Linked DNA regions of Mus musculus: regions 2, 3, 4, 5, 6 and 7 are each linked to region 1. A link is a contact called in public HiChIP or PLAC-seq and promoter capture Hi-C data. All regions are on one chromosome and are shown on one strand. Each heading gives the region's core, a stretch centred on a gene start, on an enhancer-like site or on the middle of the called end of the contact. The rest is flanking DNA. Distances are from core to core; before and after follow the strand shown. Region 1 holds the start of Psmd7 (proteasome (prosome, macropain) 26S subunit, non-ATPase, 7). Region 2 overlaps Pmfbp1 (polyamine modulated factor 1 binding protein 1). Region 3 has its middle 3.7 kb from the start of Gm35145. Region 4 has its middle 24 kb from the start of Gm35145. Region 5 has its middle 44 kb from the start of Gm35145. Region 6 overlaps D030068K23Rik (RIKEN cDNA D030068K23 gene). Region 7 overlaps D030068K23Rik (RIKEN cDNA D030068K23 gene).

The links. Promoter capture Hi-C pulls out the DNA fragments that hold promoters and counts their contacts. HiChIP or PLAC-seq counts read pairs in DNA pulled down with a chosen protein or histone mark.
Region 2: a contact with region 1 is called in a promoter capture Hi-C map of hippocampal neurons, with 22 times the contacts expected there. The contact joins the enhancer-like site here to the promoter of Psmd7 in region 1. A contact is called at or near these places in 15 of 39 promoter capture datasets (the 3T3-L1 cell line, 3T3-L1-derived adipocytes, the C10 cell line and 11 more), 1 of 15 datasets of contacts at CTCF or cohesin (large pre-B cells), 4 of 484 Hi-C or Micro-C datasets (B cells, CD8 T cells, the G1E-ER4 cell line and 1 more) and 13 of 115 datasets of contacts at active chromatin or transcription factors (the 230-238 cell line, T-cell acute lymphoblastic leukemia, acute myeloid leukemia and 9 more).
Region 3: a contact with region 1 is called in a promoter capture Hi-C map of hippocampal neurons, with 20 times the contacts expected there. The contact joins the enhancer-like site here to the promoter of Psmd7 in region 1. A contact is called at or near these places in 7 of 39 promoter capture datasets (the C10 cell line, cranial neural crest, frontonasal cranial neural crest and 4 more), 1 of 484 Hi-C or Micro-C datasets (palatal mesenchyme), 9 of 115 datasets of contacts at active chromatin or transcription factors (acute myeloid leukemia, differentiating embryonic stem cells, embryonic forebrain and 5 more) and 1 of 9 other capture datasets (embryonic stem cells).
Region 4: an H3K4me3 HiChIP or PLAC-seq map of embryonic forebrain shows a contact between it and region 1, with 13 times the contacts expected there. The contact joins the enhancer-like site here to the promoter of Psmd7 in region 1. A contact is called at or near these places in 7 of 39 promoter capture datasets (the 3T3-L1 cell line, the C10 cell line, cranial neural crest and 3 more), 7 of 115 datasets of contacts at active chromatin or transcription factors (differentiating embryonic stem cells, embryonic forebrain, embryonic hindbrain and 3 more) and 2 of 9 other capture datasets (embryonic stem cells and embryonic trunk).
Region 5: a contact with region 1 is called in a promoter capture Hi-C map of hippocampal neurons, with 14 times the contacts expected there. The contact joins the enhancer-like site here to the promoter of Psmd7 in region 1. A contact is called at or near these places in 9 of 39 promoter capture datasets (the 3T3-L1 cell line, 3T3-L1-derived adipocytes, the C10 cell line and 6 more), 3 of 484 Hi-C or Micro-C datasets (the C10 cell line, cerebral cortex and ventral hippocampal neurons), 7 of 115 datasets of contacts at active chromatin or transcription factors (differentiating embryonic stem cells, embryonic hindbrain, embryonic limb bud and 4 more) and 1 of 9 other capture datasets (embryonic stem cells).
Region 6: a promoter capture Hi-C map of hippocampal neurons shows a contact between it and region 1, with 9 times the contacts expected there. The contact joins the enhancer-like site here to the promoter of Psmd7 in region 1. A contact is called at or near these places in 6 of 39 promoter capture datasets (3T3-L1-derived adipocytes, cranial neural crest, frontonasal cranial neural crest and 3 more), 1 of 484 Hi-C or Micro-C datasets (embryonic fibroblasts), 3 of 115 datasets of contacts at active chromatin or transcription factors (embryonic forebrain, embryonic limb bud and embryonic midbrain) and 1 of 9 other capture datasets (embryonic stem cells).
Region 7: a contact with region 1 is called in a promoter capture Hi-C map of the 3T3-L1 cell line, with 8 times the contacts expected there. The contact joins the enhancer-like site here to the promoter of Psmd7 in region 1. A contact is called at or near these places in 8 of 39 promoter capture datasets (the 3T3-L1 cell line, 3T3-L1-derived adipocytes, cranial neural crest and 5 more) and 3 of 115 datasets of contacts at active chromatin or transcription factors (the NIH/3T3 cell line, embryonic forebrain and neural tube).

The regions. Positions count from the first base shown.
Region 1 is chr8:107,586,359-107,590,442 of GRCm38.p6, forward strand. It overlaps Psmd7 (proteasome (prosome, macropain) 26S subunit, non-ATPase, 7), which reads right to left and starts at 2,124. Exons shown (of 7, transcript NM_010817.2): 1 at 1,921-2,124; 2 at 267-358. The coding sequence starts at 1,994.
Region 2 is chr8:109,534,671-109,538,754 of GRCm38.p6, forward strand. Pmfbp1 (polyamine modulated factor 1 binding protein 1) reads left to right here. Exons shown (of 21, transcript NM_019938.3): 15 at 1,142-1,306; 16 at 1,882-2,049; 17 at 2,367-2,534; 18 at 3,271-3,374; 19 at 3,929-4,003. Among named protein-coding and RNA genes, the nearest start is that of Dhx38, 29 kb to the right of the region's middle. Within about 2 kb of position 2,226, at least 24 of the 459 cell types and tissues checked have an H3K27ac peak or open chromatin away from gene starts, as enhancers often do.
Region 3 is chr8:109,462,852-109,466,935 of GRCm38.p6, forward strand. It overlaps a transcript of Pmfbp1 not described here. Among named protein-coding and RNA genes, the nearest start is that of Gm35145, 3.7 kb to the left of the region's middle. Within about 2 kb of position 2,375, at least 72 of the 459 cell types and tissues checked have an H3K27ac peak or open chromatin away from gene starts, as enhancers often do. A contact at or near this core is called in embryonic forebrain, embryonic limb bud, forebrain and 2 more, where this site is marked.
Region 4 is chr8:109,435,443-109,439,526 of GRCm38.p6, forward strand. It overlaps a transcript of Pmfbp1 not described here. Among named protein-coding and RNA genes, the nearest start is that of Gm35145, 24 kb to the right of the region's middle. Within about 2 kb of position 1,764, at least 33 of the 459 cell types and tissues checked have an H3K27ac peak or open chromatin away from gene starts, as enhancers often do. A contact at or near this core is called in differentiating embryonic stem cells and embryonic forebrain, where this site is marked.
Region 5 is chr8:109,414,847-109,418,930 of GRCm38.p6, forward strand. It overlaps a transcript of Pmfbp1 not described here. Among named protein-coding and RNA genes, the nearest start is that of Gm35145, 44 kb to the right of the region's middle. Within about 2 kb of position 1,840, at least 62 of the 459 cell types and tissues checked have an H3K27ac peak or open chromatin away from gene starts, as enhancers often do. A contact at or near this core is called in cerebral cortex, hippocampal neurons and ventral hippocampal neurons, where this site is marked.
Region 6 is chr8:109,184,209-109,188,292 of GRCm38.p6, forward strand. The region is part of intron 5 of D030068K23Rik (RIKEN cDNA D030068K23 gene); the gene reads left to right. All of the region lies in intron 1 of 4922502B01Rik (RIKEN cDNA 4922502B01 gene), which reads right to left. Among named protein-coding and RNA genes, the nearest start is that of 4922502B01Rik, 63 kb to the right of the region's middle. Within about 2 kb of position 1,778, at least 48 of the 459 cell types and tissues checked have an H3K27ac peak or open chromatin away from gene starts, as enhancers often do.
Region 7 is chr8:109,153,863-109,157,946 of GRCm38.p6, forward strand. The region is part of intron 2 of D030068K23Rik (RIKEN cDNA D030068K23 gene); the gene reads left to right. The region is part of intron 1 of 4922502B01Rik (RIKEN cDNA 4922502B01 gene); the gene reads right to left. Among named protein-coding and RNA genes, the nearest start is that of D030068K23Rik, 81 kb to the left of the region's middle. Within about 2 kb of position 1,844, at least 70 of the 459 cell types and tissues checked have an H3K27ac peak or open chromatin away from gene starts, as enhancers often do. A contact at or near this core is called in the NIH/3T3 cell line, where this site is marked.

The sequences.
Region 1 (4,084 bases), core at 874-3,373:
GCTTCAGACTGTAGTAAAAAAGTTCTTTTTTTTGGGGGGGGGGGGGAGGTGTTTCGAGACAGGGTTTCTCTGTGTAGCCCTGGCTGTCCTACAACTCACTTTGTAGACCAGGCTGCCCACGAACTCAGAAATCCGCCTGCCTCTGCCTCCCAAGTGCTGGGATTAAAGGAGCGCGCCACCACTACCCTGCTCACTTTTTTTCCCCTTTTTTGTGAGTAAACAGACATTCTAACCATGCTCAGCAAAATCAAAAGCTTATCCTTTACCTGCAAAACTGTTGGATACATCAAGTACTTTCTTTTGCCATGATCCCAAAAGCACACCAACTACCCGCTTCTGGTTTCCAACCTTGCCAATTCTGAGTGAGAAAAACAGGTGGTCAGTCACAGACACTCATCGAAAAAGCTATTACTTGCGACTGAGTAGCAAGTATCAACAACAAAGATACAATTTAGTTTATGTCGGACCTAAGGTCCATAAACAAATGTAACAGGTTAGTTCCCGTAGGAAAGATAAGGAAACACCCCAACCCGCATTGGAAGGATACTTTCTAAAGATTCCAGATACTCCCTTGGAGAAAAAGTCATGCTTGTTTTTCTTTTTCTCAGCTTTATCCTTTAAACTCTTTCCCCTCCTCGCTACACTGAAATCTCTCCAGGGATGAAGATCTAAGAGAAGTACCAGTTTTGTTTTTTTTTGTTTGTTTGTTTTGTTTTTGTTTTTTTTTTTTTCCGAGACAGGGTTTCTCTGTGTAGTCTTGGCTGTCCTGGAACTCACTTTGTAGACCAGGCTGGCCTCGAACTCAGAAATCCGCCTGCCTCTGCCTCCGGGGTGCTGGGATTAAAGGCATGCGCCATCACGCCCAGCAAGAATTGTTTTCTTTAGCCACTAACAAACTGCATATTTGGAAACAACTTAATTCTATGCTAAGGAAACACACAAGCCACAGTGAAAGTAACATTACACCTCTCTAACCCACTAAAACTACTTCAAACAACGAGTTTCCACATGCCAAAGGAAACTTCATCCACGAGTCTTTAAAGCCCCTCCATCTGTTCCTTGATACAACTACCAACAGTGTCTGCACCCCCCCCCCCCATTCTTACCAATTGTTAAAATAAAGCTTAAACAGTGTTCACCCCATCAGGGCCCCTAGTATCCCAGGCATTCCGAACAATACAACTGAATTCAGACTCAAAAGGCTCCGTCTTGAGGTTTTTTTTTTTTTTTTTTTTTTTTGGCTCTGGTTGAGTTAGCTGCACAAAGCCTGCTTCAGACCAGGCACTAGCGCCGACTTGACTGCAAGTAGACTCCCTACTGGACCTTCATATTTGTTAACTCCTCACACTAATTATCTTGTAAAACTTCCGAACACGTGCAACAGGTCTGGCCGGATGAACGGCTGGAGCAGGCAAGGGTGGCAGTGAGCTACCCAAGGGAACTGTAGGCTGGCCCCAATCTGCACCTGCCTCGTTTTTAGAGGAACAAGCCGACACCTTATTCATTCCCATTTTAAAGGTACCATTCGACCAGAATCCCAAATCGAAACTTGGCTATGATCCCTGCCTCATCCAGAAAATCGTTCATCGGGGACTCCGAGACCGGGGTTTCAGTGACAGCTTTTACAGGCACGGGCACACGAGACTGAAGCTCGGTCTTAAACGGCGCCCAGCCGTTCTGGGAAAAGGCGCGGCCTCGGCGGGTAGCATCGTTCCGGCTCCGGGGCCTCGCCAGGCGGGCCAGACTCAGGAGTGGCGGCCTCGGTGGGGGTGCGAGGCTGTCAATGGGTACCGAGCACCGCGGTGTGGAGCCGCTGGGGTCGCTTGTCCCAACCCGTGTCCCCGGCCGCCGCGTTTGTGCCCGGCGCGCCCGTGACTCAGCAGCCCTGCGCCGTGTGGCCGCCACGCGCCACCCGCTCACCGGTTGAAATGATCCACCACACTGAGCAGCACCAGGGGGTGAACCACCACCTTCTGCACCGCCAGCTCCGGCATCGCGACACAGCCCGACCACCGGCCCGGCTCCCTGCAACCCGCAAACACCAGCAACCGCAGCGACACAGGCCGCTCCTCCAGGCCCCAGCACCTCCCCTTCCGGTTTGACCGCCGCTGCACAGTCGACTTCCGCTCCCAGAGCGCTTTGCGCTCGTGCCCGCCCTGTCGCCAGGGGCGCCATCTTGAGAAAGGGAAAGAACCGCCTTGCCTTCTGTGGGACTTAGGCTATTGACGAAGCTTGGCATTGAGCCTTTCCCTAGGTTTTTGTTTTTGTTTTTGTTTTCGTTTTTGTTTTTCCTCAGTTGTTTGCCAGCTCACCATTTCTCCTCCTTGGAAGGTTGTAGAAAAAGGCAGATAAACATAAGTAGTAACAGCGTGTACTTCTACTAATCAAATAATTAACGACATATATTTAACTTTCTTTTTTTTTTTTCAAAGATTTACTTATCTATTATATGTAAGTACACTGTAGCTGTCTTCAGACACACCAGAAGAGGGAGTCAGATCTCGCTACGGATGGTTGTGAGCCACCATGTGGTTGCTGGGATCCGAACTCTGGACCTTCGGAAGAGCAGTCAGGTGCTCCTACCCACTGAGCCATCTCACCAGCCCTTAACTTTCACTTAACACTTTAAGTCAGCACTGTTTCAAAATTTCCCAGAGGAGTTTCATTTGTTTGTTTGTTTGTTTTTGGGTTTTGGTTTTTGTTTTGTTTTGCTTCTTTTTTTTTTTTTTTTTTTTTTTTTGAGACGGTGTTTCTTTATGTAACAGCCCTGGCTGTCCTGGAACTCACGTTGTAGACCTGACTGGCCTCTACCTGCCTCTGTTCCCTGAGTGCTGGAGTTAAAGTCATATGCCATCACACCTGGTTTTTATTTATTTATTTTTAATGTTTTATTTCATTGCTTTTGAAGTTGGGCCTTCTATGACATTGACTAGCATGGAAATTGTTGTATAGTCCAGGGTGGTCCCCTGTCTCTACCTCCTCCTAAGTACAAGGGTGACAGCATATGCGACCACACGTGGTTTAGAGATGCTCTCGGTCTCTAACACCAAGGGCACACTTTGGGTGTATGACTGGATACTTTATCTATAGTTTTTATTTCTGGGAATTTTCCTTAATGCTCACTGTGACATAATGAGTGCAACAACATTCAGGTTTTGTTAATCCCAAAGATTTGGGGAGAAAGGCCACCAACCCAAAACACCATGGCTAAATTAATTAAAATTAATTAATTAAAGCAAGCATTTTTATTTATTCAATTTAATTTAGTTTTTATAGGGGTCCCCAATTTCAATTCAATGCTTGGGTGTAAGTATCTGTCTGTCTAAGTCAACTGCTGGTAGGGCCTCTTAGAGGACAGCCATGCCAGTCTCCCGTCTGTAAGCATATCATAGCTTTAAAACAAGCATTTTTTTATTTGTGTACATGGGCTGTCTCTTCCTAAAAACGGGTGTGTGTGTGTGTGTGTGTGTGTGTGTGTGTGTGTGTGTGTGTGTGGTGGTGCTGGTGCAGGGGATGGTTCAAGAAATCAGCATTGGGCATGAGAAAGACAAGGTTTTTATAGCTCAGAGGTAGGGAATTTTCAAATAGGGGATTTGGTGCTCAAAATAGGCAGGGTTACAGGAGCAGAACATGAACATAAGACATCAGTCGCAAAGACCCTCTGAAACATAGACATGATTGCAAGGTGGTCTTAACAAGGCAGTCATAACAACGACCTAACAAGGTAGTGAGAACCAAGGCAGTCATACAACCTTTTGAAACAAAGTTAGGGTTGCAAGATGGTTGGAAACAAAGGCACAGTTTTCTGGAACAGGAAGTGCAGAGCCACTTGTAATTAAGGTTACAAATCATAAACAGAAATGAGCCTAGTTTGTCTTTATTATAAGATGGTTTTTAAGCCTAAATGGAGTCAGGCCAGTTCATCAGTTTCTCCCTGTCTATATGTTACTAATTATATAACCAGAGCTAGAAGAAAGCCATCCGTACCAGTTTTATACATTTAAACTTAAGGGTTAAGGAGAAGAAAGTATATTTTGGTGTTAACTAGGAACAAGAAGAGCGAAGGCTACAATGGAAAACAATG
Region 2 (4,084 bases), core at 976-3,475, 1.9 Mb after region 1:
TTGCTGGGATTTGAACTCAGGACCTTCAGAAGAGCAGTCAGTGCTCTTACCTGCTGAGCCATCTCGCCAGCCCACAGAATTGTTCTAAAAAAAAAAAAAAAAAACTGCCAAAGTTGTGTCCAGTAAGACCCCCACCCCTTGCACCATACAATATTTGAATCTCTAACTAAACACCTGAAAACTTACGTTTTATTTTACGACTATTTCGTGCCTATTTTGTGTTGGGCTCTGAGGTCCAACAAGGAGGCAGAGGTGACCAAAATACATACAGGGCTGGGTAGGCAGAATGCTGAATCATATCTGTGAGCTGGTGTTGGGTTCTAGATCTGCGTGTGTGCAGGTGCTCATGGGTATTCGTGAACATATATGTGTGGTGCATGTGGAGACCAGAGGACAACTTCAGATAATTCCTCGTCTGTCATCTGACTTTTTTTTTTTCTGAGACAGGGTCTTTCAGTGACCTAGAAATCACCAAACAGGCTAGTCTGCTTGGCCTGTGAATCCCAGAGGGTTACTTATTTAATGTCCCCAGAACTGGGATTATAAGAGCATACTGCCATACCCAGCATCTTTTTAAAAATTTTTTTATGTAAATGTATATATGATTTGGCTACATGTATCCCTGTGAACCACATGCATGCAATGCCTACGGAAGCCAGTAGAGGGCATCAGATCCCCCAGGACTGGAGTTACAGATGGTTGTAAGCCACTATGTAAGAACCAGGAATTGAACTTGGGTCCTCACTGGGCCATCTCTCCAGCCCCAAGATCCATCTTTTTAAAACAGGTTCTATGAGTCTAACGCAAGTCCTTGAAAGCACTGTATGGACCGAGCTATCTCCCCAGCGCAATCTCCCCAGCCCAGACAGACATCTTTGCATCTATGAAACATATCTTATCTACTTAGCAGGTTCCGGAGCTTTTTTTTTTATATTGGCGATATGGTAGCCATAAAGAGAAACGAAGCTGGAGAGATACCAAGCAGCTCAGAAGGGGCTCTGCTCTTCCTATCAGGGAGGCGGAGATGTGCGCGTGCACATCAGCAGCTATGACAGAGCGCCCAATTCCTGTCTGCCTCCTACAGTCGCGCATCTGTGCATGCCAGGAACAGCCTTGATAGTGATGTTCTTGTTCCCTAAAGATAGCCCGCCAGAAGGATTCCATCATGATTCTGCAGACACAGCTGGATTCGGCTATCCAGAAAGAGAAGAACTGTTTCCAGAACATGGTTAGTAAAGAAGCTTATGAGGAACTTGTGCGGAAGTCGGGCAACTGCCAGGACGACCTGACACAGGCCCTGGAGAAGGTGAGGCCACGCAAGGTGAGGCCACGCCCACTCTCTGCCAAAGAAGTAGTCAAAGAAACTCGGGGGGGGGGGGCTACGAGTGGACAGGAGTCAATTTCTTGTATGACTGACACTCTTCAGTGCTTTTTAACCCTTGCCCGGACAGGGCGGTCTGTCCAACGAAGGCCTGCGTTCTCTTAGTTTTATATGTTGGTGTCCTCGGCTTCGTTGTAGGGTGGCAGAGATGATAATATCGAACCAGTCTTCCCGCTCACTGGTGATTCACAGACAGGGTTTTTCCCAAAGTCTGGATTATCAGGGGAATCCATGCCCCGTCTCTGGTGGTCATGTCTACAGATCGGTGGGGAAAAAAAAAAACAAAAAACAAAAAACTGGAAATGGAATGAGGAAGGATGAAAGACTGGGAAGAGAGGTGAAAGCCACCTGCTCTCCCTCCCCTTCCCTCTGGACCACCTGCAGCCTGACCATGGGCACCACCACAGAGAGGGCCTGGGACCTTCTGTACTAAAGACTCAGCCGAGAAGACCAAGGGCCCTGGAGGCCACTCTAATCCACTCTGTGTTTTCTGCTGAAAGCTCACTCAGGCAACCTCAGAGACAAAGAGCCTGAATCGCTCCTTGCAACAGACCCAGGAGAGGAAAGCTCAACTGGAAGATGAAATCGCGGCTTATGAGGAAAGGATGAAAAAGCTCAATATGGAGTTAAAAAAACTGCAGGGCTTCCAACAGCAGAGCGAGCAAGAGGTGAGAGTTTGGGGGTGGGGGAGGGGACGCTCACTCGGGCTCCCTTCCTATTAGAGGTCCACAAGGTCACCTTTTGCAGGCAGAATTATTTAGCACTCAGCCAGTACCCTTTGGCTGCTGGGTTCACTCCACCTTCTCTGCTTGTGGACTGACAGGCAGGCAAGGAAGGAAGATCAGAGCAGGGGCGCCCTCTGCTGGTCACTGGAAATTAAAGGCACACACCCCTGTACTCCCCCCAAGCCAGTCTACTCCTCCTTGCCTGGTCCCGTCTTCCCTACTACCCCTCCCCAATCCCCTCACTTTGCACTCCTGAGTAGGTGCACAACTTTGACAAGAAGCTGGAGGAGATGAGCAACCAGGTGTTGCAGTGGCAGAGGCAGCACCAGAGTGACCTTAAGATGTTGGCAGCTAAGGAGTCGCAGCTCCGAGAATTCCAGGAGGAAATGGCGACCCTAAGAGAGAGCCTCCTTGCAGATGAGAAGGAGGTGGGCACAGTTTGGATTCTGTCACTTCCTCTCCACCCCTCCTGACTGGGCAATTTGGGGGGATGGAAGGAACACACACTTACACACACACACACACACATACACACACACACACACACACACACACACACACACACATGCATTATTCAGCAGGGAGCCGAGTCTGGATAGTTCTGGGTCATTTCTAACCAAGAGAAGCCTGGTCCCAGCAAAAGACTGGGACATCAGTTTCCACTCACAAAGATGCCCCCCTCCCACCCCTACCCTGGTTTGCTGCCCTCTGAGCATGTCCTGCTAGTTTTTGCCATCCAAGCAGATAAGAAGCTTTCTAGACAAGCCACACATCCAGCAACCAGAGCAGGGACATCCACGGCAGACCACAGGGCCCTTGCTCAAATGAAAAAGAAGCACCTCTTCTTCCTGGTTGTCTTCTTCCGTTGGCTGTGTTTATACTTGTTCTAAAACACTGCTGTTTTAGAACAAGTCACTCCACTGCCATTAGCCTGAGAATCATTACTATCAGTGTACATATCAGCCACGAACCGTGCCTCCTCCGAGGTGTCACCACTGTGAGTTACGCAGGTTCCTCATGTGGCAGCTCTAGCCTCAGGTTGGGCAGCAGAGCTGATTTTTTTTTTCTTTTCTCAGAAAGAAGAATCCAGTATTTGGGGGAGGGGGAGGTAGCAGTCGGTGTTCTCATCCCTTATCGTCTTGTTTTTCCTTCCTGTGTGTAAAGCCGTACTCCCCGCCTGCAAAGCTAACCCCCAAAGAAACCTGCAGGCACCACCGGGAGAATGACCAGATTATGAACAACGTGGAACAATGGGCAAAGGAGCAGAAGTGAGTATTTGAGACAGAGGTAGGGTAGGTCCCACGGCCAGGAAGAACTGAGAACCACAGTGACAAGTCAGTCACACATGCTTGCCGGAGAACTCACTCACAAGAACTGAGAATCAGACAAGAGGGGTCTGGCCCTTTCAGGCCATCTTGCAAACCCTGCTATATAGCAACAGAGTAGCATCCGACGGGAAGGCCCGTTTCCAGGAGGTCCAAGCTTCTTCTTCCTAAGTTGGGATCCAACCTTGCAAAGCCTGTAGCATAGCAACAGAGTAGCATCAGAAGCACAGAGCCCGTTTCCATGAGGTCCACGCTTCCTCTTCCTAAGTTGGGATCCAACCTCACTTGGAATCCAATCCCTTGTAGACCAAGGCATTAGTAGAATGTGAGTCCCTTTGTGACTGACAAGGCTCTCCCTCTAGGGAAGAGGTGATTGATGGGGGGCAGGAGGGGGGCAAGGAGCCAGCAGAAACCCTCCTGGGAAGACCCAGTGCCCATCAGCCAGCTTCTCGCAGCTCTAGGGAAGAGTCATCCCTCCCCTGTGTGTTTTGTTACAGGATTGCCAATGAGAAGTTGGGAAACAAGCTGAGAGAGCAGGTTAAATACATTGCCAAGTTGACTGGCGAAAAGGAGTAAGTCTTCCTCCCTGGACAGTTGCCTCTTGGGACCACCCCTGGTTGATTGACATTCTGTATGGGGACCAGCCCCCCAGG
Region 3 (4,084 bases), core at 1,125-3,624, 1.9 Mb after region 1:
CCTTTAATTCCCAGCGCTTGGGAGGCAGAGACTTGGATCTAGGTGTCCAAGACCAGCTTCATTTACAAAGCAAGTTCCAGCAAGGCCAAGGTTATCAAGAGAAACCCTGTCTCAAGAAAACAACAACAACACCAACAACAAAAATAAAACAAAAGTAAAATAATACTCTAAAAAGAAAAAAAAAATACTCAACTTTGTGACTAGAGGCAATTACCAGTTTAAAAACAAAACAACAACAATAAAAACTACCTTTCCTCACAGCCCAGCAGGTAGGAGCTAGCAAGCTGGCTCCTACCTACAAGGGAACCTTGGAACCCTGCTCTGTACATAGGCAAGTGTGGGGCCAGGCTGTTTGACAAGGACCTTCTAGGGACTCCCCCACAGCAGGGCTGGCAGAGAGCCATGCTTAGCGTGTGGTTTTTCTCTTTCTGAATCCAAACATTGTGCCACTGACACCAAATTCATCACGTGACTTCTCTTCTCTCTGGCTGCTTCTCTCCCCATCTACCCCATGAAGATTTCCATAGTTACCAAGTTCTTTATGTAGAGCCAGAACCCCTGACAGCCACCTATCCTAATTCCACAGGGCCATTATGCCTCCCCTGGGCTTGCATCACATTCCCTGTCCCACCACAGTGTTAGAACAATGGTCAGGTACTGGCTGAGAAAGGCATTTGCAATGATGTCTTCCTCAGCCATTTAGAGACACCCACCCACTAATGCAAGCCACCACAGAAACTACCTTTTTTTTTCCTCCCCCCCCCCAAAAAAAAAAAGATATCCAATAATTTCCCTATTTTTAAGGTTCCTTTTGCGTGACCTTCAACATGGACTCTCTGAGAGCTGGACTCTACCTAGACTCCATTTAGTTATTCCAGCAGGTTTTACATCTTTTTTAAAGTAGCATCCATAAAAGAGGAAGGTCACTGGAGGGCTAGGGCCATGCAAAGACTGTCAGCTAGGAGGACTCCGCCTCCTGCCTCTGAACACAGACAGACTGCTGACAACACCTGAACCAAGGGGCCAGAGGTGACCTTGGGCTGGAAACAAAGGACTAAACCCGGAAGAACGATTTCCCCCGTCCCTGCAGCAAGACGGGCAACTCACCCTAGGCTGCCCAAGAGCACGGAAAACAAAGGCTCATTTGGCATCTCTGATACCATCTTTGGAAGTGAATAAGACAAATAGCTTAAAAGGGGAGGAGGGATCGATGACACGGCTAACTTGAGACTGTCCGTATGAGACACTCTGATTTATCAGCCTTCATGGAAGCTGATAAGCTCTCGAAATGAGTGTTCTGTGATAGGCGGCTGTACCTCCTGGGCGTCTGGGCTGCTCCCCTGGTTGGGGGGCCGGGAGGGAGGTGACTGTGATGGAGACTGAAAACTCACCCTTTGATTCCATTATTCACTGACCCCATGGGCTTTGCCTCATTATGATGGGGCTGTTAATTGTGCTATTCCAAAGCACAGTCAAAAGCTGACAGAAATTGTATTTCACAACAGGTTTAGGGGAAAGGGGTGGGGGTGGGGTGGGGCGACTATTGCTGTCTTTTTTTTTTTTATTGGTATTATTATAAAGGCTGTGTTTCTTGCATTAGCAGCCAGAGTCAGAGAAAACCGCACGGCCACGTGGGAAGGAGAAGGGCAGTTCTCCCCAGGGCAGGGGGATGTGCGGGATCCAGCAGGCAGAGGGAAGCTATTATTGCAGATAAGAATAAGAAAATGGAGCTGTAAAGTGGGCGAGTAGCCGGGTTGAATATTGGTGTTGAACAGCGTCTGAGCGCCGGCTGGCACTGCCTGAGTAAGATTAAAATCTGCAGGGAAATTTTGTTCCTTGGCACTGGCAGAAATTAGGAATAAATTCAATTGCATTCTGCACAATAGCTGGAAGCGATTGAGGTTAAGTGGCCTCGCTCTCTGATGTGTTAGTATTACTGAGCGCTCTCCGCTCACGTGACTCTGCTCTTGGAACAGGTCGCCATGGCAACTGATGATTTCTATTACAGTACATTCAAGTTCACATTCTAGGCCTGTCATACACTTGGAAATTTCCAGTTAAAATATTTATTTATGAAAAAGGCAAAAGAAAAAAAAAAGAAATGAAATGAAGGAAGAGAAGGAAAAGAAAGGAAAAGCCCCCGTCAGACTCTTGCAAGGGTGGAAAACAAGTCACCTCTGATGCAGAATGATTCGTCTGTAAACAAGGAGAGAGTGTTCTATTTTCTCTTAGCTATTGCCACCAAACAAAACATTTCCCATGGGGGGATGGGCCAACTTTGTTGGGGAGAGGGGCAAGTTAGCATCATACCTACCTAGGTCTGGTGTGCAGGTGTGTGTGTTGTGGAGCCGAGGCAGAGCGACCAAGGCAGTCTGGAAAAGCCACAGCTCTGAGTTTCCACCCCACTCTCAGAGACACATGGTTCTGATTTCTGCTGCCCACTAAGCCTCTGCACTTCATCTTACTCAATGCTCAGCAGCAAAAGAGCTGCTGTCACCTCTCAGCCATAACCACGAGGCAGAGAGATTTCTTGTCATGGGTCAATTCTGTGGGGGTCCCCAAAGGTCCTCAAAGCTGACCCCAATAGAGGAGGAGGCAGCCTGGGGCGTAACATGGAAGACTGCTCTCTCATGGAAGCCATAACCCTGCTCCATAATGATGCTTTCTGTGACTTGTACTTCCACTGGGCACTTCCAAAAAGACCCCGGGGACAGCCCTTGCCCATCCCTACCCGTCTACTAACCTAGGAAGGGTTATACATGTCCACTGGCTTGCCCCTGGAAAAAGGCAAGCTAAGGGTTAAACTAAACCTTTCCTGGGAGAGAAGTCATTATTTCCTGGCCAAGAATTATGCAGGGATGGCTTGCTAACAAGGCCTCCTAGCTTTGTGTATGTTTTCCCCTTAGTCAGGCATATTAAATATGTTAATAAAAGATTCCCCAAAGCTTTCTCTATCAGAAGCTTCCAGGTGGCTGCAGTGACCCTGGGTGCCCAATTACCTGGTGAGGTCACCCCATGACTCACAGATGGAGCTCTCTCTCTCAATCTCTCTCTCTCTCTCTCTCTCTCTCTCTCAAAATCTCCACACTCTCTTTTTGCTCGTGGCTTCTGCTAAGCCTGGTTACAATCGCATGCAGCTCTGTGGCCAGAACCCATTATGTAAAGCAAGGCAGTGTCTCCTGCCCTTGCCTAGCTGTGAGAGCCATAGGCTACTACTAGTGTAAAATATGGATCGCTAGTGTGTCTCAGACCAGCAGAGTCAGAATCTCCAGGTGATTCTGCATCCTTAAAACCAACTAAATTTGGCAAGTGCTGCCCGTAGACCATCGAGCAGGCTAGTGATACTATGGCTGTCTGTGGGTATGTGTGTGCACGGACACATACCTACGCAAGTGTCCAGGTGTGCCAAAGAACAATGGCAGGCATCTCAGTTGGTCTCCAAACAGTTTTGGTTTTTTGGTTTTTTGGTTTTTGTTTTTGTTTTTGTTTTGAGATAGAATCTCTCTAGGAAACTGGAGCTCACCTATCTAGATAGACTGGCTGGGTAGCAGGCTCCCAGGACCATGCTGTCTGTCTCTGCCTCCCTGGTGTTGGAATTACAGACACATACCACCGTGCCTGATGTTTACAGAGATGCTGTGGAGTCAAGCATGGGCTTTCATACTTGCGCAGCAAATACTTTACTGATTGAGCCACTGCCCCAACCCAAAGCTTTCTTTAAAAAGGAATTATACTGACATCCTAATGTCTCCCTGTGAGATACTGAGCCAGAAGTCTTATGGGGAACTCCGACCTGCTATTCATGAAGAATAGGGGCAAGACAAACTAGAACAGTAGTTTTAAAGAATGTAAAGATTGGGCTAGTAGCTATAGAGATTCCTTAATGGAAGCATGAATGAATTTGGCCCGGCTAATACGAACACATTTTCTATACCACCAAGGAGTTATTTCCTGTATAAGAAAAGAAATTCTTCTTAAAGCACAGATCCATCAATGTGTCGATGCAGCTGCTCTAAGCAGAGTGTGTGCATGGATGGCTGTCACCGATGGGCATGAGGTGAAGTGTAAGGTTAAAGTTTTAGTC
Region 4 (4,084 bases), core at 514-3,013, 1.8 Mb after region 1:
ACGGGGTTCTAAGTGTGTCCTCTGCACCAGGACGTCATTTGCAGTGTCTCGCCCAGTACCCATCTTCCTAAACCCGAGGAAGCCACCACTCCATCTCTCCAGCCCGGCACCACACCTGGCAGTTTACAGTAAACATTTGTGGAAGGAAGAAAGAAAAGAATGAAAAAAAAAAAAAAAAAAACAAAAACAAAAAAGAAGCTGACTGGAAAAAACACAAAAACAAAAACCTGCCACAGATGGCTTCACCAGATTCAGAGTAAAGCACAAGGTTTGCAAACCCAACATAATCCCCCAAGCTCACACTTTACCTTGGGCATCAGTTTCTGTAACTTTTTTTTTAAGATTTATTTTCTTGTTTTATGTATATTAGAGCATTGTTGCTATCTCCAAGCACACCAGAGGAGTGCATCAGATCCCATTACAGACGGTTGTGAGCCACCATGTGGTTGCTGGGAATTGAACTCAGGACCTCTGGAAAAGCAGTCAGTGCTCTTAACCACTGGGCCATCGCTCCAGCCCTGGTTCCATAACTTATAAATTGACTCTCTGTTTTGGAGTTGTGAACTTTAACTAGAATGGCATACATGTGTGAAACCAGCAAGAGGCCTGCTAACTACTCCATCTCCTGAATAGCTCTTACTGTCAGCTCATCACAACCTGGCATTATCTGGGAAGAAGGAAGCTCAGTTACAGAAGTGGCCAAGTCTGTGCAGTGTCTCCTTAATTGCTAATTGATGTGGGAGGGCCCAGCCCACTGTGGGCGGTACCATCCCCTATGCAGTGGTCCTGGGCTATATAAGGAAGCTAACTGAGCCTGAGGGCCAATAATCCAAATTCCTTCATGGTTTGCACCCTGACTTCCCTCAATGGTGGATTGTGAACTGGGCGTGTAAACTGAATATGCCCTTTGCCTCCTCCAAGTTGCTTTTGACCCGGCCGTTTGTTGCAGCAACAGAAACAAAACTAGAAACCCCAGGTAACTGTTGGCTATTGACTATGGAATAAGAAACACAAAGAGAAGTTAGTGTATTTCTTTTCATACGGAGGAAGATGGATCCCATACTCAGACCCGGAACTGTTTGGAGTGATAAGAATGAATGTCTCAACATGAAAGTATGGCATACGTATGTAAGTGACATCAAGGACCCTCTATTTTATGTCTCTCCTGCCACGAGTATCTATTTAGACTTATAATATAAACATCTGTTCTTTTCTCTCACAGCTTCTCCCTCCCCCCCCCCCACGCCCTCCCTCCAACCCCCTTCATCCGCCAGTCCCTTTTCACGGACAAACTCCTCGGTATGAAATCTCTGCTTTCTTTGTTTTCCTGGTTTCCATTTTGTAATCTAAAATATTCACTCCAAGTTCCGCTTGACAGACGTCCCTAATCTAATCTCCACGTCTGCTTTCTAATTTTCACACTCAGGATAAAACAAATCGGTTGGAGTTAATTGCTGGAGCAGCGGGCCGGAGCTCTGAGCTGTGATTTATGAGCTGAATACGGGCGCTCTGCAACACATTTTTCTTAATTTATTTTTAATGAGTCTCTCAATTAATTTTCTTGGAAACATCTTAATGATGTTGGAGGCGGGTGTTAATGAGGTCTGCACAGCTCCTAATTTTGCATATTTTAAAGTGCCTAATGTCACCTCGCAACCCTTTCTTCCCATTTTAGGAAGGGATGAGGGGAGCGATTATTGTTGAATGGAGAGTCTTCCCTCTTCACATCTCTGTCTTTGCTTAACCTTTCAGACATTATGGGCTTAGGGCGTGTCTCGGCGGCAATCACGTGTTCCCTGCTCCCCTCCCCCCACTCTTGCTGTCTCCGGGCTCTGGAATCTGAGAAACTAAAGCTAGCAAAGGAGGGACAAGGCAGGGTTTCTGGGAAATGGAGAGTTCTGGAAGCAGCAGCTCTGAGTGAAACACTGAGAGGGTACTTGTACCTGGTACCCCGTCCTTTCTGCGAGCAGGGGATGTAAGGGAGGGGCGTGGGAAAACAGCTCACGGGATGTATGTGTTCAGAGCCTTGTGTCCCCAGAGGTCTCTGCAGGCCTCAGAGCATCTCATCCCGGCCAGGCTACCTTACTGTGACAAGCATGCCATTGTCCAGCCCTCCCTGATCCCTTTTCAAAGCTACAATAAGCCGGCACCAGGCTTCAGTCCGTCTTTGTTAGAGACTGTTTGCTGATTAATAGTCATTAAAGATTTCTATAGAAAATTTTCAAAATAATGGGTTAATAATACTGGCCAAAGGCAGTCTAAAAAGTATAGATAGGCCCTATTTAAATTGTGCTGCTTCTTTCTCTGTGTTTTCCTGTTTGTGGGCATTCTAGTTCGTTTTATATATTTGTGACGGTATTGAATATCAATTCTTTCTTAAAACAAACAGCAAATCCATTTTAAATATCATTTTCACGGCTGCTTAATATTCTCCTCGGTAGGTATATCAAAAGTTACGAAACCATTCCACCGTGCTAAGCATCTAAGCTAAGACTCACATATATCCTGTGATGAATCTCTGTACGGCGCTTTTTTTTTTTAAAGCAAGGGTTTTTGTTTTTGTTTTTATTTTTATTTTTTTGGTAAAGCAGTCTAAGAAATTGGTATTGCTTTAAAGAATACAATCCCTTTTAAGCCTTCTGATACATATTTCCGAATTATTTCCTAATCTAAAGGGCCGGGCCAGGTTATTTCCAATAGCAAAATATGAGGGTGCATTTCTCCCATCATGCAGTGGTCTACGTATTACAATATTAAAACTAAACGGCCAGGTTTAGAGTCACTTTTTTATTTTCTTCACTAGTTCAACTCTTTGGAGTGATGTCAGTGTGCCCTTCCTTGGGCTTTAATGAAAGAGGCTATATATCAACGGAAACCTGGATCCACGTGACCTGTCCGCGCAGCACGTGTTTCCTGCCCTCCTCCGTAGATGCTTTCTGCCCCTGTCACCTCATTGTTCATAACTCAGTACTCTGTACATTGTTCATCTGTACTCTGTCCCTCCCCTTGTGTGGAACACCAGTCTCAAACCTCCGTCCACAGTAGCTGAGCTGTCTGAATCTTCCCAGTGGCCTCTGGGGCTCAGTGTCACTATCCCCATCTGGATGAAGATCCCCATTCAAGCAGCAACCATGAGCTTCGGACATGGAAGTCTCCTGTGAGGCAGCGGATACATGCTCATTCAGTCAGTGAGCCAGTCCCAATGGTAGATTGAATATGCTTGGCCCATAGGAAGTGGTACTCTTAGGAGGCGTGGCCTTGTTGGTGGAAGTTTGTTACTGTAGGGGTGGGCTTTTGAGAACACGCCTCCTGTACTCGGTCTCCACCCCTTGCAGAAGAGACCTTCCTCCTAGCTGCCTGATCCATCATGCCAGTATTCTCCTGGCTGCCTTTGGATCAAGATGTAGAACTTTGTCTCCACCGGCCCTATGTCTGCCTGGACGCTGTCACACTTCCCACCATGATGATAATGGACTGAACCTCTGAAACTGTAAGGCAGCCCCAATTAAATGTGGTCCATTATAAGAGTTGCCTTGGTTATGGTATCTCTTCATAGCAATGGAAACCCTAGGCCACATGGGTATGCCTGTACACACGTCCATGACTACTTCCCCTTGTTATTCCTCCAGCCTTGCTTCTGAACACTTTTAACTGGACTTGTGTCTAAGCCTTTCAGTTTCCTATTACCTACAGCCATCCCCTACATTTCAGCCCTTTCGGTGTCAGACCACTGTCTTCTAACACAAGCAGGAGCTGTAGAGTAACTCTCTCCTCTTTCTATGTAGAACACAGCCACCATCCTCAGAGTGTCATGAAGAGTTTCATCCATTTGACACTGAGGAGTATTACCCAACTCTCAAATGTGTCATTTGCTTTCTTGAGGCCATTTCCAAAGCGCATGGTGTCCTTTAGTGTTCCCCCGGATCCTCCTCTGTGAAACGTAGTCAGGTCTGTGACTTCACCATGCCTGATGCAGGCCTTACACACACATAGATGCCTGACGAGTGTCTGAGAAATGGATGTGTGGAGGTAGCTGTACTCGTGGCTGCTGGACTTTCTGGAGTGTTTTGTACATTAAATTACG
Region 5 (4,084 bases), core at 590-3,089, 1.8 Mb after region 1:
GGACCACTAGGAGACCAATAATTCTTCCGGGGGCAAGTGGGAGGGCTTTGCACCCAATTTGGAGAAAAGGCAGATCTTTGGATGTGGTTCTTTCTTTTAACCGTCCTGCGTTGTTGCTTGATATAAACTCTTAGTTATTTCTGTTTACCTCCTCAGGCACTTATGGCTATTTCTTAAGAGAGGGAAACAGGGAGGGAAATGGGTTGGGGACAAGAAGGAAAGGGGATACACTCCCAAAGAACACATCCTACTTCTTCATTCTTTGCCACTCATTTTCCAGTAGGGGACACTCAAGTCCCTAGCTGATGGAACGATCTTTCCTCCTTTGTTTGCCGTATCCTCTGCCGGGCCACCTCAACACCAGAACGTTAGTGTTCCCTTCACAGATGAAATATCTACTCAGGGTATTATTTTTTCCAAAGCAGTATTTTTCACTTGACAGCATCAATTTCATCAGAGGAGATTAATCCAATGACTTTAATTTGCAAATATCTTTCCTCTTTTTTTTTTTCCTTGTCTTCCACCTTTGATTTTGAGTACATGTATAATAATGTTGAAGGTTGGGTTTCCGCAACAGAATAGGCCCTGGACAGTCTCACAATTTGATTGTGCACAGGAAGCCACTGCTCTGTAACCACCCAAAACTGGAATTTGTCTCTAGAGCTGTTTGTTAATGAGTGGGAGGTAACCTTTAGGGCTCATTAACATTCCGCTGATGGAAAACTCCAGCGCACAGGTCTCTCTCCCCCCACTCACTTACACAGAAATCTATCTCTGTTAGGCGTGCTGGTGTGTGGAGATTGGTCTGGGCCCTCCCCCTTAGCCCTCCCCTTTAATCTCTTGGTCAGGTTTAGGCAGAGATCTTTAAACTATATAGATTTCTCTTTCACCATGCTCAAGGAGTGTGTTGTGAATCCAAAGAAACATACTGGGCGTCTGAGTATGTGCTGGGTTCTGCTGAGTCTGTCTCCTTCCATCCATAAAGCAATGTACTCACTGATGCTCGACGTAATAAATGGGGTGGGGGTGGTCATGGAGGTGCTCTGTACCTGAAGGCAGAAATAAGAATGGGGAGGGGGGAGGATACAAGAAGTAGCAAGCCCCCGTGTACCAACCACACCTAGAAAATCACAACGAGTTGTTTTCACGAATCCATTTGCGAGACGGCAGTGAACAGGAAGCCATTCTTATCACTAGATCCCTGTGTGGTGTGACAGCAGCTGGTTCCCCTGCCCTGCCAGCAAATAAGACCTCCAAATCCTCCCAGAGCGCGGCAGGTAGCATCCGTGTGCGGCAGAGCATTTAAATTCACTCGGCACTCCTCTGTAAAAGGCCACCATTGACCGGTACATGGCACTGCCAACCAACATCACCTAAACAGATGGAATAACTGCCAATGGAATTTGTGTTTTAATCACATTAATGTATTTGGCAGGGAGATCCACCTAAGTACACATTTCAAAGTCTGCCTTTGATCTGAGCCCCTTTGGGGCATTTTCCATGACTGATAAACTCCTCCTCTGAGTTCATAGACAAATGATGGAAATTGTGGGTTTTTTTTGGTTTTTTTTTTTTTTTTTTTTAAGAAAGGGAGAAGGAAGCCAGACACCCACGTCCCATCTGGCCTCTCCGTCTCTTGGGGGATGAGAAGCTCCGAGATTCAGGACATCTCACTCTCCTCTCACCTGCCTGGGCAGCTCCCTAAGAAGGGCTCCCTGAAAAGGACACTACTGCCCACCCAGTCCCTTCTCCCCCTTGAACACAGAGACACACATACATGCTTGATACAGAATCCACGGTCTCTGCGAGGCTCCTTCTGCTATTTTACAGACGCCTGTTTGGATGCTTGTGGAAAGCCTGCTGCCAACAGCTTCCCTCAGCATCTGCCCCTCTAGCCCATCACACATGTCTTGCTTAGCTTTCTAATATACCGTGATGGAAATCAGAAGCTGCGCTTTGAATGAAAACGCTCTAATTGTGCGATCATTCCTTCTAACTGTTCCACCGTGAGTCAGGCTCAGTACAGACACACAGACAAAACCAAGCCCTGTTGAACTTGGCAGTTTCCGCTCTTCCGGAGACGCAAAGGGCAGAAGGTCATAAGCAAAGTGTGATGGCTACTGAGGGGAAAAGCTGCTACATACAGATTCCCCGCTCAGACGCAGCTCCACCTTGCCTGCTCTTGAAATGGATCATCAGCTACGTCCCTTCCCCACTTAGGATAAAGAGATCTGAGGAGGTTTTTAATTCTCAGATGAATTTTCTTGTTTGTTTGTTTGGTGGATTTTCCCCCCTTCTTTCTCCTCCACAGAACACAACTAGCAAATGATTGGATCTTTGACAGAACAAAGGTATTTTTGATGGCTCTGTAATCTAGTGCGCTAATGTTCCCAGTCCCCTCATTGTCTTGCTGTCTGATCCTATCCCTTCTGCCAGACAGTCACTGCGGGATGAGTCACTTTTAATGTCTGATAATCAAGGTGAATTTTCAAAAAGCTGCCATTTTGGAATTATGCACTATATCCCAGTGTCAGGGACTAGAAAAGAAAGTGAAGGGATAAGGAAGGCTAAGATAGACACCTACTGTATGTTTGGAGAACTGCAGGACCCAGCCAACGTGGTACCAGATAAGATGTGTCTGGAGGGTCCAAGTCGATCAAGGCATACATGATGAGACAGAGACTATGTTAATTATAAATTAAAAATAACTTCTATGATAATGAAGATTATATGCACAGGAGAAAACGTCTTAGTTAAAACAGACTAGAAGGATAGAATTAAAACGCAGCCATTTGGGGCCATGGATTCTGTACCTACTGAATATATTGTGGTCTATTAAATAACCTAATACAAACTTAACATTTGAAAAAGAATAGAAGGGAATTGTAGTAGTCTCCGTGGAAGCTGTATTGTCTGCTGTCCTTACTTAAAGCGCTATCTGCTAAGAACATTACCTAGCTGATGAACACAGCCTCTCTCCAACCACGGAGATGAGATATTTCTAGAATCATTTAAAGAAATACCCACCCTACTCCCCAACAACAACAACAACAAACAAACAAACAAACAAAAAACCCACCAAGCCCAGTGAACTAGCCAGAGGGATGCTAAAAACCCAAGGCAAACAAAGGGTATCAGACACTCTTTCCGGGTTTTGGCTCTTCAAGTATAGGGTGGTCATTGTCTCCTCTGAGGTAATTAACTAGAGCCACGGCTCCAAATTGTAGACCTTGTTTTTCATTGTGGGCGTTGTGCTAAGTGGTGGGGTGGCTGAAGGAAGGCGATCTGAGCATAGCCCGCGAGTTCCGTTTATTATCTGGAGACGTGAGCACTATAAATAGAGCCAGGCTGTTTTGACTAGGGAAATGCTGTCCTCCTCACAGCCAGGGGATGCTGGGGAGCAGACGCTGAAGCTTCAAAGCTTTGTCCTGCTTTAGAAAAGCGTGAGGTTTTTCATGGCTGTTTCAGTGGCTGGTCGGAGAGTCTGCAGGCGCTTTATCTGTCCTGGGGGAAGGAAGAAATGGCATTTCAGAGGATGCTATTTTATACCTGTGATGGATGCTTACATGTGTTCTCCAACAGAGGCATCTAAATACCCTGGCATCCTCTGTGTACAAGTTGTATTTACAGATTATTACACTTATATTATCTACAGTGGTTACCACTAATCCTCTGTGTGTGTGTGTGTGTGTGTGTGTGTGTGTGTGTGTGTGTGTGTGTGTGTTGGGGGGGTAACAGAGAGACACACATATAAGCGCACACACATATGAGCACACATATGCTATAATCCCATAAAATGGCTATAAAATAGGCACATGAAGAAAATTTGTCGTTGCTGCATGGCTGTTATAGTGCACATAAAAGAAGATTTAAAAGCCAGAGAGTATTTGAGCTGTAAGCAAGTCCTTAGAGGTCATTTGGTACAGTCCTAATTGTAGTAAGATGGCAGAAAAGTGACTTGTCCTGTGACACTCAGTCAGAGGTCAGCAGGTGCCAGGCTAATGCCGAGGTCCTTTCTCTCAGCTCGGCACACATTTCTGTTGCCACGCACCCTCGGCAGCGTGGCTAGTCATGATTCCAGCAA
Region 6 (4,084 bases), core at 528-3,027, 1.6 Mb after region 1:
TAAGTGTTGACATTACATTAATTGATGGTTTGGCATCCTCTAACACTTTGGAAGTAGGATTTTCATAATAGACATCTGAAAACAACAATTCTTATTCAGTAAGAATTTCCTTTTTGGAGATTGGTAGACCCAAAAGAAAGAGAAAAAGTAGAAGTCTTTAACCCATTCGAGAAACTTGAACTCAAGGATGCTGGGTAAGGATGGCTGGGGAGGAGTACCAAGCAGATTTGAATCTGTAAGAAATCAAGGATGAAGGTAGCAGAGAACAGGAATGAGGTGTGCCGTGCAGCACTCAAGTAGGTGACCGACCGTAAGAACCTGGGTGCTCATCTGGGAGGACGGACTGCCGAAGCCGGATTCCGGCGGGCATTTTAGGGCCGTGTTAAGGTGAGAAGAAGAAAGTAGTTCTTCGTGCCCTGCAACTATCTAATAATACGCTGCCATAGCTGTCTTCTAATTGTAGGAGGTGCTTTATTGGAAATCTCAAGTTTGAACTCCTCAGACTCTGTCCGTCTCCTATCCCTCTAGGGCCAGCTCAGCCCTTCATCCTGTCAGAGCGCATAAAACAGAACAGCTTACAATTTGCTATGAAGGGGTCTTCGGGATGAAGCATCTTAATGTCTGGAAAGATTAGACGGGATCTTCATGCTTAAAGACTCCCATGAAACATTTCAAATCACACGGATGTGTCTCGGTGCCCTTTGCCAAAATTAATAGATTTAGGCTGTGGAGTTAGAAGAAGGCTAAGTATCCATACCCACCTATCATCCAATAACATTTACTATTTTTAAATCTTCTTATAGCTCCTGTACTCTTAAACTGAGAATATATTAAGTCAGAAAGGCTACCTATTTTAGACTCCTGTAAGTTAACACATAGGGGCAATTTCGATGTATAGTGACATTCTAGAAATAAATATCACACACAATGACCTAGAGACTACACCATGTTGATCGCATGCGGCTGTTTTTACTTGCTTGCTTGTTTGTAATTTTGACTATTTATCAGTCTGAGGTTGACCCGCCTTTCTGGTTTCAAATAGCTATTCCAAGAGCCCTGATAAAGAATGGCACAGAGGGACCATGGCGTAATAAACCACCAAGTGAGCTACTTTGAATTCCTCTCATGTTCTGAGAACGAGAATGTCTTAAGCTTTGATAGAACAGGGCAATTTTATATTTTCCGTCTGACTACTTTAAAAGGTTCATTGTCTTTTAATTAAACTACGGTGGGGGGGGGGCTGCTGGGGGAGAGAGCAGAGATTAAAAGCTGTCGTGCTGTAAACGGGGTGGCTTTTAGCAACTAGTAGATGAGTGAAGCCACCACCTCAAGCAAGATGAACTACAGCAACAAGTTCTGTGCCTCGAAGCTTCTCCTTGTCTGACTGTAGCAGTAATTTGGAGTTAATTTGTGTGGCTTCCGCAGTAAAAAAAAAAAAAAAAGACTGTGTTCTATGTCGTCTGACTCTTCCTAGCATGGCTTCGCAGCTGTTAGGTCCCCTTTGTATGGTCCAGCACCGAACCACCACCACAGGTGAAAGCCAGGTGAGCAGGTTAGATGGGCATCTTGGACCAGGCTTAGTGTTCACCACGTGTTGTTTACTCTCCACAAAATGCCTGCGTGGATCAGCCTCTGCCTCCATTCTCCCACTTCCTGCCTTCACCAACAAACGGAGGGCCACTCTCCTCTGGGCAAGTCACACTGTTAGGTTGGGCGAATGTCTGGGTTTCTCTGGGAGTTTTATTGCCTGGCACATTGTCTTGTTTTCCTTTGTCTGCGTGAACACTTTTTTTCCCCTTCTTTGTGTCTGTTTTTCTCCCTTTGCCTCCTACTCCCCACTTGTCCCCAAATCCTTGAAGCCAATGAGGCTGTGGTGACACCTTCTGGGCAGTGCTGGGAGTGAATTACAGCCAGGAGTGAGCTTCCTGGTGGTGGTAGCTCACCCACATACAGTGAATAATAGGATGTATGGTTTGCTTCATCAAAGAAACTGATACAACATCCTACTTGTTCTTGGGATTTCTAGCACTGCTAAGTACCAAATGCCGTAAGTTTCTTGCAAACAAGCACAGATTTGCAGTTAGTGAAATAAAAAAAAATAAATAAATTGACAACCAAGGCCCTACCTGCTTACTTTCCTAGTGGTGGTTCTGAGTCAGGCTTGAAAATGAATGTCAACAAAATAAAGGAAAGCAATTACGTGGGACTAGAATATCAACACCAGACGCTGCTGCACGTGTTTTTGCAAGGATGTGTGTGTGCATGTATGTGGTGAGACACGGCAGTATCCCGTTACATGCCAGTGCCTTCTAGCAGTAAGGACGTGTCCCATGAACAGTCCTGGTGAAGGCAGTGACATCCATCTCAGCTGCCCACTGCCTGGCCGTGTAGGATACAGGTCGCCTGGTGCTGTTTCTGTGCACCCATGTCTCTCAGCAGGTTTCACAGACAGGCTATGGATCTACTCTGTACAGCCTCAACTGGAGTCTTTTTTTTTTTTTTTTCTGAACAGACTCCATCATTCCCACCTCTCCTTCCATGCTGATTTAATTGTTATATTTAACATTTTTAAATGGTTTCTTTTTTTTTTTTTTCATACTGTATGGAAATGATACAAGCTTACAGGTACCAATTTCTCTCTCTCTCTCTCTCTCTCTCTCTCTCTCTCTCTCTCTCTCTCTTCCTTTCCTCCCCCTCCCTTCCTCCTCTCTTTCTTTCCTTTTCCCCTTTTCTTATTTTTTTTTCTATCACTACTGACTTACACTTGGACCCTGAAGAGACTCAAAGGTACAGCTTCTAGGAAAAAAAAAAATCACATGGCAGCTCTAGCAAAGTTGATGTTACTATCTCATCAGGAGAATATTAAAAGAGCCTATGGAGTCTGTTGAATAATCTCTGCCCTCCTCATAACTCTCTGTCATCATCACTGACTGAATAGCAAATACAGAGGTAACAGACAACAAAGGTACACCGGGCAGCCATTGCAGCTGTGAAGCTGCCCGTCTTTGCAGTAACTGCACACCTTAGGACGCCGTCACTAGGACACTGAGCCCAGGACACTAAGCCTGGCTGTTGTGGGTGACTGGAGCAGTTGCATCTGCAACCTTTAAAGGACCACCACATGCCTCATCTTCACTTTCTACGCCGTTCTTCAGTGAAATATTGCTTATTGGGTGTATAATATAAGCATTTATGTGTGGTACAGAACCCGATATTTTTTACAAGTCCTAAATAATCAAATCAAAGCCTAGCCACATTACTTTCCAATTCTGATTTGCAAACAGTGGTAGTCCGCTTGAGGGCGGGGGGAGGACAATAATGAAAATGGGGGTGAGGCTTTCCTGAAATTAAAAGAAAGCTGGAAATACCGAGGGTGTGAATAAGTAACAAAGTGTCGTGTGGTAACTGTCGCGTGGTAACTGCGGGGATGATGGTTTTATTTGAAGTGGGGGGCGGGGGGAGGGAGAACCAGAAGGAGGCAAAAACACAATTTGGTCTAAAATTGAATTTCTCTGATAAGGCATTTCAGAAGCGGCTTGTCTTATTCACTCAGCAGCAAAATAATCATATGCGCTTTAATAATCTTTATTTTACAGGAGTGTGTTGCCAGGGTAACAGAGTGTAAGCAGGGGAACAGCACCTTCCAGATCACAAAGGCAAATCTGTGGAAAGAAATTTCTCTCCGTTCCTCTCTCCCTTACCACTGTAATAAAGACTCTGTTTTTTTTCTGCACTATTTAATAATTGCCCATAAACATCCTCTTCTCCTTTCCCATTTCCATATCTGCTAAAACATGGACAATGGCTTAAGTCTGGAACTGCCAAGCTCAGTGGGCTAAGCAAAAAGACAGATGTGGTATCTTTAGCATTTTTATATAATTATTTTTTATTACTATTTTACCCCGTCTCCATTCCTTCCCTCTGACTGTATTCTTATTTCCTTCTCTCTTTAACCAGCCCGATGGTAGTATACCAAGGAAAGGGGGCTCGAGGTGGGAGTCTATATTCGGCTACATTAATCAAAATTTATTAGCCAAGCTTGCCTGCATGGAGATTTGAAGGAAGCAAGGAGTGCAGCTGAAGA
Region 7 (4,084 bases), core at 594-3,093, 1.6 Mb after region 1:
CAAATACAGATTTGATAACCTAAAAATAGGGGGTATTTAATTTTTTGAGGAAATAAATGTAGACTTTTATATTTAGGTGCCCATATATTTAGCCTTTTAACAAATAAAATGAAATATGAGAATTGGCTGAAAAAACTAGGTTAAGGGTTCCTCTTATTGACTTAGTGCAATCAGATGTATTTTCCATAATTAGACCATTAATATGCTCTTAAAATATGTATCTACCTACAAATGAGAAAAAGGCAGCTCAAATTCCTAGCTCAAGTTCCAAGACACATGGTAAGGCTAAGGGTTTAAGAGAAGAAACGCTGGTATGTAGAGCTAACACTGGGGATTTAGGTGAGGAACTTCTGAGGACAAGAATTTCAAGATTATTAGAAACAGATGGCAAGATGTTCATGCAGGAAAATAGAAAACACATAGGGAAAAAATAATTAACTCATATGAAATGGAAACTAATAACCCAAAGCATCCAAGATATTCAATGTTTGAAGCATTGCTGCCTGGCTGTGGGATTACATGGATAAATTATAATTTCATAAAGCTCATACCAAGGGTTGCCCCTATGGGAAAGAAGAGGCTTTTCTTATAAAATACGTGTTATCTTTTCCTTTTATATTTAGCGTGTGTATGTTTTATGTATGTGTAAGGGTGCACGCAACAGGATACCTGTAGAAGTTCGAGAACAAGCTCTAGGAATCAACTCTAATTCTAGGGAACAAAGTCAGATCATCATGCCTGGTGGTAAGCACGTTGACCCATTAAGACCCCAAATTTATATGTGTGTGTGTGTGTGTGTGTGTGTGTGTGTGTGTGTGTATGTGTATGTGTATATGTATGTATGTGTGTGTATATATATATATATGGAGAGAGAGAGAGAGAGAGAGAGAGAGAGAGAGAGAGAGTGTGTGTGTGTCTCACTTTGTAGCCCCTGCTGCCCTGCTGATCTGGAACTCTCTACGTAGACCAGGCCCGCCTTGAGATCCACCTGCTTTTTTCTCCTGAGTTTAGGACTGAAGGTGTGTATTACTACGCCCAATTCAAGGCTAAAGTTTAAAAGTAGTTTTTAGAATAGCAGAGGATTTAAAAATAACTGACAAAATAAAAAGAAACAGCAGCTATAAATGAAAAAAACAATGAAACACTTATTTTCTAGGAACCGTTCATCTTGATTCAGCTTACTGATTCCAAATAGTTGAAATGAAAACATTTTTTCTTTTCTTTTCTTTTTTTTTAATGGCAGAATGGTATTACTGTAAATTGTGATACAAGATTAAAATAGCTCCCTGCACAGTAAAATTTGTCCTGAAGATTCTTTTGACAATTTTATGTCACCATGTGGTATGAGACCACTGATGAAAAATGTAGCAATTATGAGGGACAGAGGACTGTAAGTAAAACCTCATCTTGTTCAACAATAAAGATAATTTTACACTAATACTCAAGAAGGAAATAGCAGCTCTGAGCTTTATCTGTGTTAGTCTGCCATTCGCAAGTAAAACAACGTATTATATGGCGGAAGTGCTATAGTCTTAAGAAAACATGAGGACGACAAACATTAAGTAGGATCAGATTAAAAAACCAAATTGTAGAGAAACTTCATTAATGATTTATACGAGAGGGTACACATCATGTTAATTTAATTTACAGACGATGGTGAATCGGATGGTGTTGACAAAACCAGAGAGGGCACATAAAAGAGACCTAAAGTGGTTAGAAATATGGGCAGGAAATGAAATGTGATTCAACCTGGAAAAATGCAGCTAGAAAGTACATCTGGAGAGAATAAACAGAAACACAGTCATTCTGTTGGCAGCCTAGACGGTGCTTGGCAAGTCGTACTGCCAAGGGACTTGATTCGTGATGATAGTGTCAGCAAATTATGTATGGTCTCGCAACACGGTCCTCGGTGAGATCAGTCAGTGAGATTTTAGTATGTACATCTAAGAGCTCCGCATCACATCGCTGGAAGCTAAGTTCTTTTACTAGCACTGCCGAGATCACAATGAGAATACCAGTTTGTGGCCCCACACTTGATTCAGTTAAGCAAATTGCCTAATGTTCAAACTAGAAAATAAATGTAGGGCAAGCTTCAGACTTTAACTTACACCGAAAGATTAAAGGAAAACATGTTGTTCGTTCATTTTTTCTATTACGTCCAGTTACAGCACTTCACAAATATTCAAAAGACGTAAACATCATGGAAGTCAAGTCACTTTAAAGGTAGGTTAAGAGGCTTTATGGTTAAGTACTGGGATGAAATTAAGTAACGGAAATTTAAGACGGAATCCGGGAAATGTTTTCTGACAGTGAAATCTATTAGTCTCTGGAATGGAGTCCCCAGAGAGCTGGGGGGAAGTTCCATTCTCTAGTCATTGGACTGGATCAAGGCTTGGACAAAAATCATTATTAACAAAACAAAATGAAAAGACAGAAGAAGAACCAGTTTCAGCATTTTGTATCAGCAGAGATGTGCACACACAGTGACGCCATCAGATCCCATCTGATTATCTTCTCCTTAGACGTCTCTGATGGGCCGTGGTCTATCATTAAGGAACCACCTATTATTATTTTTTTAATGAATGCTTTTTAAAAGATCAAATTCATATTTTCCAGCTCATAGACTTCAATTTCCTGGATTATTATTTCTTTCTTCCAAGTCATAGGAAAGCTAGAAACGGAAACAGCCTTCCTTCCCCTGGTGATGAGATACGGCCTTAAATATTCCAGACCTTTGAATCAGATCTCACGAGGTCTCTGAGCTCTGAAGCCCCACTTATATTATTGCATTAGAAACATATTGTGATTGCAGTTTTGCAACCACAACTATGGAATAAATGAAAATTCCTTTACTTCCTTTTCCGGCTTGGTCCAAAGAGAGACCCTCACCAGATGGCGTGCTCGGAGTTGCTACTTACTTTTAGCAAAGCAATTGAACGAGGTTTAAACAACATAAAGCATGCAGTTCATCAAACATAAGACATTTTGCCAACTGGGCCTTTAAATCACCTCGGATAACTTTGTTTATAATTGCGTTTAGTACCCTAACTTTTAAGGATAAAAGAACAAAGAAGATGAATACTTTGATATAAAAATCCATTTTAATACAAGTGTGATTTGTTTAAATAAAAACAAATACATTAAAATATATGTTAGGTTTTAGGTGAGATGTAAATGTATTTATTTAATATGTATATGTATCATATGTACATATGTAAATATATACAAATACATACATTCAATCTTAAACTTCATAAGTTATATTTTGCATTATCGGTCATCTTTGTTATTTCTTTTGAGGCAAATAAGCAGGTGTTTTGTTCTAGTACTGAACATCCCAGCTGGTGAGAAATGTGAGCTAAGAAAATATAGGCAGTATAGATAAATATCAATTTTTAAATACCATTTTTTTAGTTTTTGAGATTAAAATTATATCATCTTCCCCTTACCTTTTTTTCTTCCAAACCCTCCAAGGTACTCCATGCCTTGTTCTCTTTCAAATAGATAATCTCTTTTTATATATTGTTATGTAATACATGTGTAACAGCAAGTAAAGATATATATGTGTATGTGTGTGTATCTAATACATACACATCAATTTTGATAGAAGGATTTAGATAATTTCATAAAATTTGTTGATATAATAAAAATTATCTAGAAAGTGGTATTAAGAGTTAGAGTGGCCGGGCATGGTGGTGCATGCCTTTAATCCCAGCACTTGGGAGGCAGAGGCAGGCAGATTTCTGAGTTTGGGGTCAGCCTGGTCTACGGAGTGAGCTCCAGGACAGCCAGGGCTACATAGAGAAACCCTGTCTCAGAAAAACAAAAACAAGAGTTAGAGTGGACAGATTATTAATCAAGGTTTTCAAGAGATAGTCCATGTACATGCACATACACAAACACCCCCAAAAAACTATGGAGTGTGAATTTCTGCAAAGCAGGCGTCCCTGACTAAGTCTGAGAGCTGAACATTGCTGTAGAGAGCCATGAAGAGCAGGAGAATTTTCTCTGTCTGAGGAACATAGGCTTTTTGCTATGCTCAGGCCTTTGGTGGGTTGCGTATGGCCCTCTTACATGATCCATG